2 separate regions of the Mus musculus genome follow, and region 2 is linked to region 1. A link is a contact called in public HiChIP or PLAC-seq data. All regions are on one chromosome and are shown on one strand. The core of a region is the stretch at or near the end of the contact, and the rest is flanking DNA. Distances in the headings are between cores, read along the strand shown. Region 1 overlaps Wnt5b (wingless-type MMTV integration site family, member 5B). Region 2 has its middle 18 kb from the start of Wnk1.

Region 1 (4,064 bases), core at 516-3,015:
TTTATTTGGGAATCTTTATGAGAAAGGATATTAGTGATTGGTACATTTCTGAGCATGTTCAATTTAAGATCATAGTTCAAAAAAGGAAATATGATAATTACAAGCACTGGTGGGCATGCTCAGTCCAACATTATGAGGAGCCAGATTTACTCTAAGTCTCCTAAAAGAAAGAGTGGCTTTGTGACGTGGCTAGTTTCCCACAAGAATCTTAGTTGTAACAAAAACAAAAAACAAGTCTGAAAGCACAGCGATGCAGGAATGAGGGGCCCTGCCCACTCTTTCCATTCTCCTGTGTGTGTGATCCTGTCCTGCTTTCTACTGCGAAGCAAGAAAAACCTCACCAGATTCGGTACTCGATCATTGCGTTCCGCTCTCCGGAAACTTGAGCTGGAAGGAACTTCTTTCCTTTATACATTACTCAGTCGCAGGTATCCTGTTATAGTCATAGGAAACGGATCAGTCATGTCTGGCTGTGAAGAAAAAAACTGCAAGACAGACTAGAACTCAAATAATGAGACGGAGTAAGCATGAGCCAGACTTGGCTTTAACAGGGATGTTGGCTCTAACGGACTAGGAATTTAAAACTCTGATGGGAAGCTTGGCAGCTTGTAAGAACAGATGAGCAATGTATGAGAGAGAGAGATTGAACAGCAAATGCCACACAGCAAAACCACTTAACAGAGGCAAGGAGCACCTTCAGTGGACACAGCGAAGGAGAGTCTCAGAGTGAAGGGTGCACCAGGAGAAACCGCCAATGCTGACAATCTGCGAGGAGAAAGGGTTCCAGAGAAGGAGGTGAGAATAAAAACCACAAGACAGCCAGGTGTGGCGCACACCTTCAATCTCAGAACTCCAGGGGCAGAGGCAGGAGGATCTCTATGAGTTAGGTTACCCTGGTCTATAGAGTGAGTTCCAGGCCAGCCAAGGCTACACAGTGAGACCCTGTCTGGGACTCACCACTAAAAATAGCACTGTGAGACAAGTACAGCAGGCTGCTAACACGTGTTACAGGGACACCAAAAGGACACGAGAGGGGGAGGAGGGATTTAAAACAACTCCGCTGAGAATTTCTGCATCTGCAAGGTAACATCAGACACAAAACCACAGATCCAGGAAGCTCAAGGTGTTTCAAGCACGATGAATGCCCCCAAAGAAAACGTTTTTAAATAACAGGAAATAGAAGAAAAAGAAACAATCCTGAAAGAAGACCAAATACTAAGAATTGCCTCTGACTGCTCAGGGACTGGGCAGGCAAGGAAGAGAGTGGAGTGGATTATTTCGGGAACTGAGAGAAAGCAGTCTATCACCCTCAAGTTCTGCACCTGCTGAGATCATCCTTCCAGAGGAAGGCAACAACTCCTTTCTGGTAAACAGAGACAGGGCATTTGTCACCAGCAAAACTGCCCTACAAGAACCCATAAGAAAGATGAGCCAAGCACGGTGGCACTCAAGCATGCTAACCACAAAGAAGTGTCATTAGACGGCCAAGCATGGCGGCACACACCTTTAACCCCAGCACTTGGGAGGCAGATCTCTGTGAATTCCAGGCCAGTCTGGTCTACATGTTTCAAAAAAAAAAAATTATTACTAGAAACTTTGAAATGACCTAGTGAGGAGCTATATTTTACTGTGGAAATCAGTTTCTCTTTTGGGTTGTTAGTCTTGTTAGTAAAATAATTTGAACTTGTGTGGTGGTTTAAATATGCTTGGCCCACGGGAAGTGGCACTGTTAGGCGGTGTGGCCTTGCAGTGGATGTGGCCTTGTAGTGGGAGTGGCCTTGTTGGAGGAAGTGCGTCACTGTGGGAGTAGGCTTTGAGGTCCTATGCTCAAGCTACCCCCCAGTGCAGAGGAGACCCTGCGGAAGAAAGTCTTTTCGTGGCTGCCTTCCATCAGGATGTAGCACTCTTGGCTCTTCCAGTATCGTATCTGCCTGGACACTGCCGTGCTTCCCACCATGATGATTATGCACTGAACCCCTAAAACTGTAAGCCAGCTCCAATGAAATAGTTTCCTTATAAGACTAGCCTTGGGGGCTGGTGAGGTGGCTCAGCGGGTAAGAGGACTGACTGCTCTTTCAAAGGTCCTGAGTTCAAATCCCAACAACCACATGGTGGCTCACAAACCACCTGGCCGACCTGAGGGAGCAGAGGTACTAAATTCAATTCTGAACAACCAGATGAAGGTTCACAACTATCTGTACAGCTACAGTGTGTACTCATATACATAAATAAATAAATCTTAAAAAGAAAAAAAAAAAAAAGACTAGCCTTGATCATGGTGTCTATTCTTAGCAATAAAACCCAAACTAAGACAAGTAAGATTTAGTAGGAAGCTTGAAGCTGATTTTATTATTAGGATTGCAGAAAAAAAAAAAAAAACAACAGACTGAGCAATCTCTACCTCTCAGCAGTCGCAGGGAAGGGATATGGAGAAGAGGACAGACAGCCATGCCTCTTGAGTCAGCGCAGCAAGCAGACACATAGAAGCAAGCAGTAAGGTTGCTTCAGGAAACGTCTAAAGTATCAGAGAAAACACATTCAGACTTTGGCTATTATCCAAAAGGGAGAGAGAGATAGAAGATGGCCTTTGGTCCCAGGCCTCAGGAGGCAGAGGCAGGGAGCTCTCTGAGTTCAAAGCCAGCCTGGTCTACAAAGGCAGTTTCTGGCCAGCCAGAGTTACATAGTGAGAGCCTGTTTCAAAACAAGGCAGAAAAGAAATGTAGCTGGGTATGGTGGTGCACGCCTTTAATCCCAGCACTTGGGAGGCACAGACAGGCAGATTTCTGAGTTCAAGGCCAGCCTGGTCTACAAAGTGAGTTCCAGGACAGCCAGGGAGGGCTACACAGAGAAACCCTGTCAAAAAAAAAAAAAAAAAAAAGAAGAAGAAGAAAAAGAAAAAGAAAAGAAATGTTACACCTTTCTGAGTTCGTGGGCAGGCTTAGCAGAGCTAAAGAAGAGGACAAGGAAGAAGAGGAGGAAGAAGAGAGGAGAGGAGGAGGAGGAGGAAGAGGGGGAGGAAGAGGTGGTGGCAGGGGTTCCTTCTTCGCACCCCAGAACTGTCTGTGCAGAGAGTGGTTCTTGAGGCATGAACTGACTGTTGTATGAAGTTCACTCTTAGAGACCCAGGCTTGCCTGGTTGGGGGGGGGGGAGAGCCTTAATTGAAGTTAATGCTCTTTTCCTCCCTGATTAGCCCCTCTCAGCTTTGGCCAATGTCTTAGTTACTTTTCTATTACTGTGATAAGACACCACGACCAAGGCAACTTATAAAATTAAAAAGTGTATAATTTGGGCTTACAGTTTCAGAGTCCATGATGGCAGTGCAAACGCATGGTGGCAGGAACAGCTGGGAGCTCATATGTTGATCTGCAGGAGGGAGGGAGGGAGAAAGAGAGGAAGGGGAGGGAGAGAGGGAGAGGGGTGGGGGGAGCACTCAAGAATGAGCACTGGGAATCATAGATTCTTTTGAAACTTCAAAAACCGCTCCCAATGACAGTGACACACTTTCTCCAACAAGGCCACACCTCCTAATCCTGCCCAAATAATCCCATCAACTGGGAATCAAGGATTCGGACATATGAGTCTATGGAGGCCGTCCTTATTGAAATCAGCACAGCAGCTATGGCATCCTGCCTAGGGAACAATGGCCTTAGTACTGGTTTGTGGTGGTTTGGGAAATGTCCCCCATATGCACATTCATTTGAATATTTGTCTCCAGTGGGTAGTGCTATTGGGGGAGGCTTTGGAGATGTGGCCTTGATGGAGGAAGAACATTACTGAAGGTGGGATTGAGATATTATAACTCTACCCCACTTCCACTTTGCTCTCTGGACTTTGTGCTTGAATTTAAGGATGTGAGCTCTCTGCCGCCTGCTCCCGCCACTCTGCCTGCAGCTCACTGCCATGCCCTTTGAGACAGACTCTCTGGAGCATAAGCCACAATAAACTTTCATCCATAAGGTGCTTCTGGTCTTGGTGTTTTGTCACAGCAACATGAAAGGTAAATAATACAGGTTTTCTCTCTCACATGCCTACTGAATGGCATGTCAGGGACCTCTGACACCAG
Region 2 (4,064 bases), core at 637-3,136, 550 kb before region 1:
CTGTGTGTGATCCAGTCCCTCTTGATGGAAGGAGAGAACTGATTCCCACTGGTCTTGTTCTGACCATCATATGCAAGCTGTGGCATATGGGTATACATACACGCACTGTAATTGAAAAAAAAAAGTTCAAGGTCAATTTGAGTCCTGTAATATAATGCCATCTCAAAAATAAATCAATAAATGCAATTAGTGTGTGGTTTAGTTGTTCCATTTTGGATATTGTTATGACTGGAATGTGAAGTGGTTCTTCCAGGACCATTTGTGGGCTTCAACACATGGCCCTATTGCTGGTACTATTTTGAGAGGCTGTGGGCCATTTGGGGAGAAAACATAGCTGGTATAGATAGGTCCTGGCCAGGTCTTTAAGGGTTATACTCTCATCTGCTATCAGAACAGGCTGTCTGCTTCTCCACACTCCAAGATGTGAGAAGCTCTGCCTCAGTGCTCCCATGACTATGGACAGAGCTGTCCAGGAACAGCTTACCATCATGACAGATTATATTCTGAGCTGTGAATTCTGAGCTGTGGTTCTATCAGGTATTTGGTCACAGCAATCAGTATAGAGATCCATACCTTAAAAAACTAAAGTCAGATATAGACATGTATGTCTGTGTAAACTTCATTTATTTATTTATTTATTTACTCATTCATTCATTCATGCATTCATTCATTTATCTATTTATTTATTTTGGGGGAAGGGTGTGCATGCCATTGCATACTTGTGGAGGTCAAAGGGCAACTTGCAGAAGTTAGTTCTTGCTTTCCACTCTGTGGGCCCTGGAAACTGAGTTCAGGTCTTTAGGCGTCGCCTTCTCACCAGCCTCACTCCAGACATATTTATACATCCAGATGCACAGGAGCATTGTTCACATTAACCAGTCAAGAACAACCCAGATGCCTCCAGTGCATGGTGCATTGTGCATGCTACGTATACACAATGGAGTATTCTCCAGTCTTCAGAGGCAAAGGCCTATGCTACAACTTCATGAGCTTTGAGATGTACTAAGTAAGGTAAGCCAAGTAGCCTGTGATTCTTCGAGTAGTTAGGGTCACAGAGACAGACTACAGAATGGTGATTGCCAGAGCTGTTAGGGAAGGAGGAAGAGGAGCTGACCCTTAATGGGTATGAAGTTTCAGTTTGCAAAATAAAGGAATCCTAGAGATTAGTTACATGGCAATGTGACTCATACCTTATGATGCTGAACTGTATATCTAACAGTGGGGTGGTGGGGTGCAGCTGGAGAAATGGCTCAGTGGCTAAGAGCATTGGCTGCTCTTCCAGAGGACTGGGTTTGAGTCCTAGTACCCATATAGTGGCTCACCACCATCTTCTTACCCCAGTTCCAGGGAGATCTGACACTCTCTTTTGCACCAGGAGCAGACATAGTTACACAGACATACACATTCTGCTAATAACCTACCATGTTCACTACAACAGAATACATTTTTTTCTGCAGAGAGCAGAAAAAACATTCATATACATAAAACAAGACGTTTTGTGTGTGGGTGGGTGGGGCAGGATCTCTCTATGTAGTTCTGGCTTTCCTTGAACTTATGTACACTAGGCTGGACTTGAATTCATAGATATCCACCTGACTCTGTCTCCAAAGTGCTGAAAATTATGTAATTTATATATAGCATATTATGTAAGTTATATAATATTTAATATATTAATACATGTATAATATGTATAAAATAAAACATATACATTATATCATATGCAATTTATTATGTATATTTATATATGTGCGTACACACACACACACACACACACACACACGACAGCTGTGGCTGACAAAGACAATCAGAAGTCATGGGGGATGGGAGTAGGGATGGAGAAAGTGCTAGACTTCCTCACCAGCCTGAGCTGGTTATGGTTTGCTGCCTGAGGAAACAGGAAGGAAAAAGCATTTGTTGTGGCTCTAAGAGAGTAATTACAAAAGCAGGTGTTAAGCAGGAAGAACCAGAAAAACACTTCTTGAACCCCATTTAGAAGCTGGAGAGGAAAAAAAAATGCCTGGGCAGGCTCAAAGACTGAAGTTTTAGAAGTATAGCTGACAGTGGGCACAAGAAGGAAGGACTCAGTTGACCTGAGGGGACAGAAGCTGAGGAGACACTAGGATACTAGATCCTAGTCTCTCTTGAATCCCTGGTGATGCTCTGGTCTTGGCTTTGGCTCAGACACTGAAAGAGGAGCCAAGAAAACAAGCCAAGTGGAAAGCTAAGCCTTGTAGGGGCTCAGTTTCAGAGTGACCCCAGCCAACAATCAACCTGAAACTACTTTTCTCAAAGCATTACAACTGCAAGGCACTGTAGCTATAGATGCCCCTTTTGATGCACAGGTGACAATTTCCTGTCTCTCTTGTAAACTCTGCTCACCCATCCCTGTTTCCAGAGGCCCCTCAAAACTGTCTTATAGACTTAACATGAGTAGGTTGCCCCAGGTGTTGCCAAAAGAGTCTATCTGAAGTACTTTTTCTGGTCTTCTCTCATACTTTTGATTCATTATTCTTTTCTGGTTGTAGGAAAAAATTGTGTGTGTGTGTGTGTGTGTGTGTGTGTGTGTATGTGTGTATACACATAATATATATAGTGTTTACCATTTTACTCATTTTATTTTATTTTATTTTTTTTTTAAACTTTTTTTTTTTAAAGATTTATTTATTATTATATGTAAGTACACTGTAGCTGTCTTCACACACTCCAGAAGAGGGAGTCAGATCTCGTTAAGGATGGTTATGAGCCACCATGTGGTTGCTGGGATTTGAACTCTGGACCTTCAGAAGAACAGTCGGGTGCTCTTACCCACTGAGCCATCTCACCAGCCCCTCATTTTAGAACATACATTTAGTGGCATTAAGTGCATTTAACATGTTGAGTAATCATTACCAATATCCTTTTTCATGACTCAAAATAAAAGCTCGGTGCCCATTAAACAGTAATACACCGACCCTCGGTAACCTGTAATTTCCTTTCTGTCTCTCTGAATTTGCCTTTTCTACCTTGGATAAGAAGATTTTATCCCTTTTAAAGGTTGGACAATATTCCATTGCAGCATACACCACATGTTATTTATTCACTCATGTAGTGATAGACACTTGTATTGTTCCCAGCATTGAGCTCTCTTGAATAACGTTGCTATAAACATTGGTCTATAGGTAATCTGTTCGAGTCTCTGTTTTCAGTTCTTTTGAGTACACACTGAGGAGTGAAGTTGCTAGATGGTAGGATAATTCTGTTTACCATTTTGTGGAACAGCCTAACTGTTTTCTTACAGCTGTATCCTTTTACATCCCCAAGAACAATGCACACAGCCTCCAGTTTCTCAGTCTTTCCCAACATTCCAGTGTGTCTGTTTTAGTCATTGTTAGCCTGATAGCTGTGAAGTAGTATCTGATTTTTAAATATTTTATTTAGAATTTTTTAAAATGTGTATAAATGTTTTTGCATGCATGTGTATATGCACCACATATGTGTCTGGTGCTTGTGAAGTCAGAAGAGAGCTTCAGCTCCCCTGGAACTGGAGTTATGGATGGCTGTGAGCCACCACGTGGGTGCTAGGAATGGAACCCAGGTTCTCTGCAAGGTCAACGCACGCTTTTAACTGCTGAGTCATCACTCTAGCCTCTTTGTAAAATTTTTTAAAAATGATATTTCAATTTTAACGTTTCTATACATCAGCGTTTGATTGGCTGTATGTGTAGGTACTGCAGAAGTCAGAAGAGGGCATTAGATACCCTGGAACTGGAGTTACAGGGGGTTGTGAGCCACCACGTGGGTGATGGGAATTGAACCTGGGTCTTCTGCAAGAGCAGCAAGGGCCCTTAACCAATGAGCCAACCCCTAATATGTTAGGTTTTGTTAAGTTTGTGAATATTTATGTGTATTTGTGTGTGTGTATGTATTTGTGTGTGTGTGTGCGTACAACCTAAGGTGTCATGCTCATGAATGGCATCTACTTTTTTTTTTTTTTTTTTTTGAGACAGGGTTTCTCTGTGTAGCCCTGGCTGTCTTGGAACTCACTCTGTAGACCAGGCTGACCTCAAACTCACAGAGTGCTTCTG

Evidence for each region. HiChIP or PLAC-seq counts read pairs in DNA pulled down with a chosen protein or histone mark.
Region 2: an H3K27ac HiChIP or PLAC-seq map of large pre-B cells shows a contact between it and region 1, with 2.7 times the contacts expected there. The contact joins two enhancer-like sites. A contact is called at or near these places in 10 of 39 promoter capture datasets (3T3-L1-derived adipocytes, the HPC-7 cell line, frontonasal cranial neural crest and 6 more), 1 of 15 datasets of contacts at CTCF or cohesin (the NIH/3T3 cell line), 1 of 484 Hi-C or Micro-C datasets (liver), 4 of 115 datasets of contacts at active chromatin or transcription factors (embryonic basal ganglia, embryonic midbrain, large pre-B cells and 1 more) and 1 of 9 other capture datasets (embryonic stem cells).

The regions. Positions count from the first base shown.
Region 1 is chr6:119,506,097-119,510,160 of GRCm38.p6, reverse strand. The region is part of intron 1 of Wnt5b (wingless-type MMTV integration site family, member 5B); the gene reads left to right. Among named protein-coding and RNA genes, the nearest start is that of Gm30690, 9.9 kb to the left of the region's middle. Within about 2 kb of position 1,765, at least 49 of the 459 cell types and tissues checked have an H3K27ac peak or open chromatin away from gene starts, as enhancers often do.
Region 2 is chr6:120,054,158-120,058,221 of GRCm38.p6, reverse strand. No RefSeq gene overlaps it. Among named protein-coding and RNA genes, the nearest start is that of Wnk1, 18 kb to the right of the region's middle. Within about 2 kb of position 1,886, at least 67 of the 459 cell types and tissues checked have an H3K27ac peak or open chromatin away from gene starts, as enhancers often do.